Regions from separate parts of the Arachis hypogaea genome. Here region 1 is linked to region 2. The links are chromatin contacts, called in public Hi-C maps. All regions are on one chromosome and are shown on one strand. Each heading gives the region's core, a stretch centred on a gene start, on an enhancer-like site or on the middle of the called end of the contact. The rest is flanking DNA. Distances are from core to core; before and after follow the strand shown.

Evidence for each region. A called contact is a pair of places that touch in the nucleus more often than the background predicts.
Region 1: a contact with region 2 is called in a Hi-C map of leaf, with 2.0 times the contacts expected there. The contact joins the promoter of LOC112707419 here to the enhancer-like site in region 2. A contact is called at or near these places in 2 of 8 Hi-C or Micro-C datasets (both in leaf).

The regions. Positions count from the first base shown.
Region 1 is chr8:39,786,840-39,792,771 of arahy.Tifrunner.gnm2.J5K5, reverse strand. LOC112707419 (probable bifunctional methylthioribulose-1-phosphate dehydratase/enolase-phosphatase E1) reads left to right here and starts at 1,527. Exons shown (of 13, transcript XM_025759158.2): 1 at 1,527-1,552; 2 at 1,661-2,003; 3 at 2,783-2,919; 4 at 3,644-3,739; 5 at 4,231-4,350; 6 at 4,506-4,595; 7 at 4,726-4,902; 8 at 5,095-5,250; 9 at 5,706-5,855. The coding sequence starts at 1,784.
Region 2 is chr8:39,737,405-39,743,365 of arahy.Tifrunner.gnm2.J5K5, reverse strand. LOC112707418 (dynamin-related protein 5A) reads right to left here. Exons shown (of 7, transcript XM_025759157.3): 7 at 5,542-5,946. The coding sequence ends at 5,760. Among protein-coding and RNA genes, the nearest start is that of LOC112707418, 6.4 kb to the right of the region's middle. Within about 2 kb of position 3,960, at least 2 of the 3 cell types and tissues checked have open chromatin away from gene starts, as enhancers often do.

The sequences.
Region 1 (5,932 bases), core at 278-2,777, 52 kb before region 2:
ATAAGTTGATGTTATTGTCAAAAGAGACTTTTCAAACTATTTTTTTTTATTTTTTTTCACACTTGAAAAATGTCTTTCTAAGCATTTGAAGAGAAAATCAGTTTCTTCGTAATTGAGATAGGGTTAGTATAGGCATCAATTTGATCTTAAAAAATTGACAGCCTTAATTTTTTTATTTTTTATAGTATTATCTAATTCAATAAGTAGATTGATACTTGTTTAAGTTATCAAATAAATTAGTTGTTTGGCTAATTTAAATTAGTTACAAAAGATCAAATGCATTAAATTAAATCTCTTTTATAATTGGATTATGTACGATTTTGGTCCTTAAGATTTAACTCAAAAATTTTATTCATCTCCAACGTTTTTTAGCATTCCAATTCGTCCCTAAGGTTCAACTTAGTTTTAAATCGTCTTTCAGACAATTATATTCTCAGTATCATTATCTCCATCACACCTTTAGAAGAGAGAGAGAAACAGAGACTTAGAGACAGAAGAAGAAACTCAAAGAAAAAGAGAAGGAAGTCTCACCGTCGCTCTCATCTTCACCTCACCGCGACGCGCCATCGTCATCGGAAAAGTGATGGTGGTGGTCGTGTTCCTCATGTTTTCAGCATCACTGCCGCGCCTCCTTTCTCCTTCCCTCCTTGCCATCCGCCGTCCAGACTCTTATAAAACATGAGTGAACTAACAGAGAAATTCTAATTCCCTAATTTCTTTAATTTCTTCCCTTCCCTTTCACCACAAATCCTAATTGGAGGAATAACAAGATGTTTGTTGTTCTTTTTAATGTTTAATTCTTTTGTTAATGTTTGTTTTGAGGATAATGATAATGATTTTCTTATTTCTTGTTAATAAAGATGGTTTTGGTGATGAATTACTCTTTTGGTATTAATTTATTTGAGGTTATTGTTAAAGATTGAGTTTTTTATTGGATTGATGGATTCAAGAACAAATGGTGATGGATTAATAGTGAATGGAACAATAATTATAGTGAGAAGAGAAAAATAAATGTTTAAGGATGATAGTAATAGTAACAATGTGATGTGAAGAATAGATAATTATGATGGTGAGAAGAAAGAGAGGAAGATATTTTTGTTATTTAAAAAATTAATCTATCTTAAAAGGATGATTTTAAAATTACGTTAAATTTTAGAGACGATTTTTTATATAAAAAAAATTAAAAACATAAAATGTTTTCGATCTAAACATAAGAACTAAAATTATATTTAATCTTTTTTAATTAGATAATAATATACAATATTAAAACTAATTTAAAACTCTTAATCTTTTAAAATTAAATTAATACAAATTATTTTAACTATTAATATTACAAATTTAGATCATAATATATATATTAAAATTAATTATTAATATAAAATATATATTTAAATATAAAATAAATAATAAAAATAAATTAAATTATATATATATTTATAGACAAATATATAATAATTCCTTGATTTTTACTACCAAAATCACATTTTTGAATTTCAATATATGTAATTCACCGAACGTGCCAACGTGTTTTGGGCTTTGGAATATCATGTGAGTATGTGACTGTGATATTCTATTTTCTAAACTCACCCACTGACACTGAGTCAGATATTCGATTTTTTTATATTATTATTATTAATTTTTTTTTTATTTTTATGTTCAGCTTTTTTCATCTTTAAGACTTCAACAGGAACACACACAAAGATTGCAGTGTTTGTTTCTATTGAATGTAGATAGCCACCATACCAACCTTAATCCACTCTCCATCTCTCTCTCTCTAGAATCCATGGCGGCAGCACCTGCAGTAACTGCCCTGAACGGGTTGAAGGTGACGCAAGCATACCTGGAAGGGAAGGCAGTTAAGGAAACAAAAGTTCTCATGGCCGAACTCTGCCGCCAATTCTACACCCTCGGATGGGTCTCTGGGACAGGTGGCAGCATCGCCTTCAAGGTCCACGATGACTCCATTCCCAAGTCTCAACAACTCATACTCATGTCCCCTTCTGGTTCGTATTATATTCCATCACTTTACCTTTCTTGCTACTTTTAATTGATCGCTTTCTGTTTGTTAAAATGTCCAAGCTCTGCTTTTTGTCATCTCTTCTTGTTTCCATTCTTATCTGCTGTTGGAGTTTGTTTTTTGATGAATTAGTAAATTACATTTACTTTCTAACCAAATCATTATTCTAATCCTTGAAATGTTAGTTCACTAACAAAATTATGCTTCATTGGGTGCTAGTTTACCCACAAAATAGTGCTAACTTTGGGTGGATTTCTCAACCAAAAACCAATCTTTGAGGAATTATTTTGTTACGAAACTAACCGTTCGGGAGTCAAAGTGGTAGTTTACTTGAGTTTCCCATTATATAAAACATGCATCCTGGTATTTGTAGACATGTACGCTGGTTCCCTTTAAAGTTTAGGTGATACTACAGTTGACATTTTGATAGAACTTCATAACAAACACCCCTTTAGGCATGACAAATGAAGAAGTATCATGTATAACTGTCGTACTATTGCTTAGTCTTAAGAGAGACCAGTGTAATTTGCTCTTTGATTTTTGGTGCCCAATTCAAAGCATTGCTAGTGAAACCCAAAAACACCCCCAAAAAATGTAACATTTGTGTGAAGTTGTAATACATTTCTGCTAGGACCATTATAGATTGCTGTTAGATTTTCATTTATATATATATGACCAATGTGATGTCATTGTCCTGGATGTCAATTCAATTTGGTTGGTGTTTAAGAATTAAATCTTCCTTGTTTGGCTGAAAAATGTGTACAGGTGTTCAGAAGGAAAGAATGGAACCGGAGGACATGTATGTGTTGTCGCACAATGGATCAGTCTTGTCTGCCCCATCTGCCAAACCTTACCCGCACAAGCCTCCCAAGTGTTCTGATTCTAGTCCAGTGTTCTTGAAGGTAGGGGCTAGTTTACACTCTATTAGCTGCTGTCCATAAAGCATGGACACACTATCATTGATATTAGATACAAAACATGGCAACAACAAGGATTTGTAGTGCGCAGTTAATTATGGATACAACATAGGCCACACTTTTAAAATTTGAGGGGAAAAAAAGAAGGGGGGGGGGGGGGGGAGGGGATAACATAATTTTTGGGTTTGTTGAAAATTTATAAGCAATTTCAAAGAACGATACAAGAACATATGGTGGCGATGAACCTCATAAATATGATTATGAGTAACAATCTTTTCCTAGATTTGAATACTATATATATCATACATGTCATATGTGTCTATAATTTGTAAATTTTAGTGTGTAAAAATGTTCATTTTTGTATCCCATGTATGTGTAAATATATGTGTTACCTATGTTATTGTAGTATCCAATATGCATATTGATCTTTTGACATTTCATAATGTTACTCGCTACTGGTTGTAGTATTATATGTTATACTTAATATGCAGAATCTAAATCTTATTATACTTTCAAAACAAATTTGCATTACATGGTGTCACTTAGGTGTCTGAGTAAGTATTGACATAATATTAATTAACTGTAACATTCGGCTGATAAGTGCTTTCTATCAATTGCTAGACTCATGCCTAGAAACCTCTTTGCAATATCTGAATATTTTCATTTTTGACATAATTAGTATTTATATATTTCTTTTTTTCCTTTCCAGGCATATGAGTTGCGGGATGCTGGGGCTGTTATTCACAGTCACGGGATAGAATCTTGTCTTGTAACAATGATCAATCCTCTATCAAAGGAATTTCGAGTATGTCTATATTGACATGGGTGCTTTTTCGTTTATTACTCTTGTGGGGTCAGGAGTCTTGGTACAAAATTATAATACGTGATTCTTGCTTATCATTTTATCTTTAAAGAGGCTTTGAGACTGGTAGTAGTGCATTAAGCCGAGTTGAAGAAATATCTGATTGCTTGGGGAAAAGATTAGTTATGGAGTGCATTCTATGAAGGCAAAACTTTCTTGAAAGGAAAAGAGTCTCTATATTGCACTTTGATAATTAAGTATATACCAAAGTTTAATTATAAAGCTCCAAAGAGGCGTTCTATTTTCATTCTTTTGTGGTTTTTTGCATCAAGGGTCAGAAAGTTATTTGTTAGTGTTGTTATAGTTTATTATATAGTGCTCTGAGAAGACAAAGAATAAGTGGTTGAGGTTTCTCTTTTACATTGCATGTCCTCATTCTTTTTTTCCCCCTCTTCTTCTTTTTGTCTGATACTGATGCTATCCACAAATGGCAGATCACTCACATGGAAATGATAAAAGGAATCAAGGGACATGGTTATTATGATGAACTTGTGGTCCCCATAATTGAGAACACGGCCTATGAATATGAGCTCACAGATTCTCTAGCTAAAGCTGTATGTTTCCTCGCAATAGTTCTGCACATATATATAGTATCGTATATATATAAGATGGAAAACCTAATGACTTCCCCGAAGTTCTGTCCTTTTTTTCCTCTCCAAAAAGACCACTTGTGATGTGGCATTGTTGTGCATTTCTTCCTATTGTGTAGATTGAAGCCTACCCAAAATCAACAGCAGTTCTTGTTCGCAACCATGGGGTATATGTTTGGGGAGATACATGGATCAGTGCTAAAACCCAGGTATGTGTTTTGTACTTTTATATATTCCACAGGAAGATTAATCTTAATTTATATACAAAGTCTAGCTATACTTTGTGCTGAGAAGTTCCATAACATATAAACACGCCAAAGCTTTTCATTCTTCTTCCAGACTGAGTGTTATCACTACCTCTTTGATGCTGCTATAAAACTTCACCAAATGGGATTAGACTGGTCCGCTCCAAACCATGGTCCAATACAAAGTGCAAGAAGTAGTCTAAGGATTGCCGGGGAGTCAAACTTTTCAGTTAAGGCAAAGAAAGATAATGGTGATACTGATCCATTCCCAGTGAGTGTGCATAAAGCTCCCTTTTTATTTAAAGATTTTGTTCACATATTCCAAACAAGATCCAATATCCTTGGTCAACTGGAACTGCTTGTCTGCAGTTCGTAGGACGTTGGTAAAAATTATGCAGTTTTGGGTTCCTACCGTTTCTAATTAAATTGCTGAATTTGGTCTCTACGACTATTTGGATTGCAGCGTTGCATTGTTCTCGACATTGAAGGAACTACTACACCCATATCATTTGTTTCAGAAGTTCTCTTTCCATATGCCCGTGATAATGTTGGGAGGCATCTATCTCTGACATATGATACTCCCGATACTCAAAATGATATCAAGTTGCTTCGTTCGCAGGTAAAATTTTTTGGACAGCTGTATGGTTAATGTGTTTATAATTTTATATTCCTCCAATTAGCATCTGTGGATCAGGCATTTAATATACATACTAATAAAATACTGTGTTATGACACTGAAATGATATGTTAAGGATAGGTTTGGGATTTTGGTTTTAACTACATTCAAGTTTTTTCCCCCTCATTGATTATACACTTTTTTAATTGTTTTTAAGCATAGAGTTAAATATTAGTGATCCATCAAAAGAGAAAAGAAATAAACAAGTTTCATGTGTAAATTGTATGTTAATAAAATAAAGTATTGAAGCCAGGGACCATGCAACATCTTTCCCTGTGCAATTTGAGTCTCAAGCAAAAGATTGATAATAAGAATTGCTTAATTGGGATGTGGATATTTTATGCCTTTGTTGCATTCATATACTCTGGAATATTGACTTCTCTTTCTCTGGATAACAGGTTGAAAGTGACCTTGAACAAGGGGTTCCAGGTGCGGTGCCTATCCCCTCTGATGATGCTGGAAAAGAGGAAGTCATTGCAGCTCTAGTTGCTAATGTGGATGCCATGATCAAAGCTGATAGAAAGATCACTGCCCTGAAAGAGTTGCAGGTGGTTAAACCCAACATTGCTGGGTTCTACTTTTGATGAAATTCATATTTGTAATATAGCTGACATTATTAAGCATT
Region 2 (5,961 bases), core at 2,711-5,210:
TAACTTTCATTTTTCAAAAAATTTCGTTTATTTTTTCGAATTTTTTGCCAAATTTGTTGGATCTTCTTTGTGCGTTCTCTCTTTGTTTCGTTTTTTTCGATTTTCATAGTTTTCGAAATCAAGCTTTGAAATCGTTTTGAAGATAATGAAACCTCAGAAATACACCCAAACGATTACATAAATACATCCAAACGATTACAGAAATACACCCAAACGGTTACAGAAAGGATTACAGAAATACACCCAAACGGTTACATAAATACACCCAAAGAATTACAGAAATATACCCAAAGGATTTAAGAAATACACCCAAAACAGGGGGAGACAGTATATTTCTTCTTAAAATCTTTTAATGTTTTGCTGGTTAAGGATGAGGCACATGACAGAGACAATCTAGAAGAAAAACCTAGAAGAATAGTAAAATAGTATCTTGAATAATGTTTCTTCTTTTTTTTTTTTCTGGAGATTTTTTATGAAAATTTGTATATTTTCTTCTTGATTTCTTCTACTCTTCGCGAGGAGTTGGAACGTTTCTGTAGAATCGTAGTAGTTTGTTTCGAATGTCCCTTAAATCTTGATGGTTTGCGTTTTGATTGAGAAAGAAAAGGAAGAGTGAACGTGTTGTGGAATGGGCGCGTGTTTTTTTCTTGATAGTTTGCGTTTTGATTGAGGAAGAAGACGAAGAGTGAACATGTTGTTAAATGAGCGCGTATTTTTTTTTTGGACTTGGAGCAACTTGTATAACTTATAAACCAAAAAGACTTGTATGTGTAGCAGGCCTCATTTGTTAATGTATCATGGACCACTCAGACCAATAACAAAAGTTAATTAAACCAGTTATTTAAATAATTTGAAAATAATTAAAAAATTTTAAATTATAAAAATATACTTTATTATTCAGATAAATGGTCAAAAATTAAGAATTACATTTTAGTTACGAGTAAATTACTTTTATTTTGCTACTTGACTGCGACATATTCACAATCTAAAATTGGGTACATTTTCTTACCTATATAAGTAGCCAAATACATGTGAATGACATGCATTTTTTTTTTTTTACAATATTCTTATTTATACGGGACTAACCTCACAGATAATCTACTTTTTTTTAAAAAAAAAATAATTATTCTATTAATTTCTATAGTTTTATTAAATTTTTAGTTAAATTTTTATATTTTTTCTTTTTAATTAAATCTATATACTATATCAGATTTTGTAACTAAATTTTTATTATGATAAAAATATAAAAATTAACAGAATATTCAATCAAGTGTTTGGTATATTCATTTCGCTTAACGAAATATTTTGTTAATTCCAGCATTTTTATCATGATAAAAACTTAATTACAAAATCTAATATAATATAAAGATTCAATCAAAAAAATATAAAGATTTAATTAAAAATTTATTAAAATTATAAAAACGAATAGAATCATTAAAAAAAAAACTCATAGATAATCTACAATATCTTTATCAATATTGAGCCCGTTAATATCCCTATAACCCTATTTCATGGCATTTTTTTCTTTTCTTTTTCTTCTTTTCAGTCTTTTCTTCCTCTTTTTCTCTCTTTTTTCTTCCTTTCCACAATGCTATGAAAACTAAAGGTGAAAATGAAATTAGACAATGCCTCTTTGTAGTTGTGGCCGCAATATATACGAGAATTTTGGTCTGTTTTGCGACTAATGTTGCAAAAACGACAGGATTAGAGAGATGATTATTATTCAAAGTTATTTTTTGTAACTTAATACGTGTATATTATGTCTAAAGTTATTTTTTTAACTTAATAATATATATTATGTCTAAAATTATTCAATTATTTCAACGGTAATTAAAGAATACAAAATTAAAAACTTAATCTAACGTAGGGTGACTTTGGACTATTGCGAAAATTGATTTAGTCTCTACCTTGGTTGTTATATATATACATTTGAATTTATTCTACTTTCATTTTGTGAACTTGCTAGCAAAATAAATTCAAGTTCATACGCTCATTTCACAGGTTAGTCAACAAAATCCGTTCAACTTAATTTTGCAAATTAGTCCAGCCGCAAATACAAATATATAAAGAAGTAAATATTTCTATTTTAACGAGGAAAAAAATAATAAATAAATAATAGAAAACCTTCAAGTAGTGAAAGTAGTCAATCCTAATAATAAAAATGAAAAGATTATGTCATTTGAATTATAATTTGTTGACAACAAAATATATTTAATTGTCACAGTAAAATTAAAGAATTCAATGCCTATTTTTCCATTTCATACTTCATAGACTATGCCGGTTTGACCCACTCAGTTTTGGTAGGAACCAGTAAGTCAGTAACTATCATAAAAAAAATTTAAATAAATAAAAATAAATGGTAGTATATATATGCCTTTACTTTCTTTTTTTTTTCTAGAATTTTATCTGTATTAATTAGGATCATGCAAGTGAGTTACAAATTTAGAATCGTTCAAATCCAAGTCAAAAAAGACATTGTTAGTGCAATAAACTTCCCATAGTAATTCATTCATATCTGTGTGTTAGTAACAATAACCATATCCACATATAAGTGGATAGACACAAAATTGCTTACCACAACAAAAATAATGACATAAAAAGTATAAATTAAAATAATTCATCCTCAATCAATTTAGGTTAATCGAGTAATAAGCTCATTCGTCATCCGTTTAAATAATTAGTATGAATTCTGTTTTGTATATGCAATAATCCATTATCCTTAAATAGAATTTAAATTTATGACAAATTAATTCTTAACCTATCAGATTAAAAAATATTATAGACAACAAAAGAAAAAAATTCATACTATTATTATTATGATTATTACTCATTATTAGTATATATTAGTTGTTCAAACAATTAGACCGAACTAGACAACTAGTCAATGACTTGTAATACTGAATTATTACCTAAAGAAAGAATTATATTTTACGTAACACAAAAATACAAGTTATTATATATATTGAATTGGTCTAAGGACATTTAAGGGGTTACGGTAAAAACAATGGCTTATCACTATATATAGGTGGCGTTTTCCTCTTAATTGTAATTACAAATTTAATCATCATCATCATAACCTAATCATTTCCCTAATCAACTACTAAGCTAGCTTCGACAATAAGACCACGACAGCTTACTTCAAACCAAACGTCTTAATGGTTTTTGAACATGGCATCCACTATTATTGACCATGGACCTTTATGATTGTGATTTACTAAATGACTAGTCAAGAATTAAATGTTCTTTTTGAAAAATAATAGTAGTATCTGTCAATTTTCTTTTAAAAAAGAAATTAATTCAATATATTTGTCATTCTTTTATTTTCACGTTTTCTCATACATTTAGTACTTAGTGTAATGTTTTTTAAGTTTTCTTCATTTTCATTTTCTACTCAATTCCAAGCATAATAAATTATATATAATATTTACATTCTAAATTACTCTATTTCGGCAAACAATCTTATAATTATTTTTTTTTCCGAATTATTTCATGCATATATAAATAATCATATGGACAAGAATAATAACAAAAAAGAGCTTGGTTAAGGAAGGACATATGCTAAACTTATTAGTTAAGAAAATTTTTATAGAAAAATGCAAAATTTAATTTTTAATGTATTTGCTCGATATTTATTAGAATAATAATTTTACAAATTTTTATTAATAATAATTTTAATATGTATGTTAAAAAAGACATGTTAGTTAACCCAAAGAAAAATTATAGTGAGAAATTATGTCTCCAAGCTCCACCATTATATGAAACATAATTAAGAAGGAAAACATATCTAGTGGATGAGATTAGCTTAAGAGATTATGTCAAACGGGTAACGGCAGGAGTAATTGCATTCCAAAGTAATTATTAATGATCCCAATGATATTCATTACTATTGGATAGTAGTATAAGCCATTGGTATTAATTACGATTGGATTGTAATAATAACTATGTTGTTGGAGTAGGTCACTAGTAATATGAGGTCAAGGAGGAATAAGAATTGTTGGGGACCACATTTAATTTTGGGACTGACTTTGGTGGGTATTTTAATATTTTTGATTTGCTATTTGCCAATTTGCAAATTCAAAGAAGGTTTTGTTGAATGTTGATGAGAGAATAATAAAGAATGCTTGCATAATTAGCTGTCATTCCCTCTTATTTTAGGTTCTCTCTCTTGGATTGTTTTCTCTTTGAAGTCATAATTCTATGTATCGTCGTGACATGATTAACATCTAAGATAATACTATTAATATTCAAACGCTCATTCATTTCTATAAGACAAAACACCATCTATTTCTTTATCTTTTTTCTTTCCTGTTGAATATGTCTAAACGCATTTTGGTAGAATATAATACAATAATGAATTTAGTATAATTTTTTAGTTAAATATTTGGTATTTGAAAAAAATCTGAGTCAAGATAAAGTAGTTGAAAGAAAACCCTTAGTACCTATATATTTTTTTATTTCTTTTTATTTCATTTAACTCGGATTGTTTATTTTTATTAGACCCAGACTTAATAACATGGTCCCATTAATAACCTAGTATGGGTTAACATTTGACAAGGTATGAAAGGTTGATATGGATAATTATATAAATTTCAAAAGTAAAGAAATATCATTCATGTATAATATAAGCATGACAACTAATTTTTTTTTCTTGCAAAGTATCATTTGAAATTTTTACTTATAAATTAAGCTAACTAACAATATGACTCAGTCAACCAAAAAAGTACTAGATCAAATTTCATAATATGAATTAAATCTAATAAACATAGGGCAGAGTTGCATCATGAACATTATAATTATAAGCCTATATTTGCCGGTTAACAAGTCTATCTCCTAATCTCCACACACACATTTAGAGCATATTTTTTAATTTTATTTTAGTTTATTTTTTCCCGTAATAAAAGTTTCAAGGTGGAGAAACTCATTCCCTAAACTGTTTATTTGTTGCACGAGATAACACTAAATTAGGAAGGGTATTCATAGATGCATGGTATCATGTTATTGTCCAGTTGGTTAGCAAGAAAATGAGACATTTAATTCACAAGGGTCAACAAATTCCTTAAAAGTGAACCATAAAACACCTAGGACTTGTTTCTGTTCACATTCATGGTCCCAAAATAGTTACCCTTCCAAACATGCAGGGCAATCTGCAATCAATTGACAGAGCATTTTACAGCAGATGTTAAGTGATACCAACCCATAAGTTTTGGAACTAACACCTGATCAAGTTACAGCCAATAACATGAGTTCTGTTATTTGCATATACATGTGAAATAGATGGTTATCATGGGAGTTTGATTTTTATTGTTGATATAAAAGTATGTCGTAATTCTAGTAAAATGATTAGTGTCACACCTACCTAAATGAAATCAATACTTATTTGAGCTGTAGTGTTATTTTTTTTTGTTCCAAAATATTTATCAATTTAAAAGTTTGCTAAACAATATTTATCAAGGTAAATTAAATTATGAATGTACCAAAATTTTTAAAAGTGATTTTGTGAAACAAGAGAGTATATAAATATTGACAAATAAAACATGCTACTTGAGAAGAAATTTAATTCATTTTAGGATAAATGTTAAATTGTGAACCATCAAGCTACAAATCAGTGAAACCATTATGAAGAAAATTCATGTTACAGAAGCATATATTACAATGAGGAAGGCCCCATATCAAAGTTTTACCTTGCAGTGATTGAAATTCACTAAATGTGAATGAATTAAATAAAAATTCTGTGGGAGAGCTGGATGTGACTCTTATTATCAAAGTTCCCGAGTTAGAGTCTTGAACTCATTCAAGCAAGATTGGAGTATCTTCTGCCGCTTCTGAAGGGATTCTCTTTCAGTTTGTAGCACTTGTATTGCACCAGGAGCAACAAACATGTCCATGAACTTCTCATCATTCAGGGCAAACAAATCCAATCCAAGAGCCACAACAAGCCGATCGCGGCTGCAACAAAAGTAG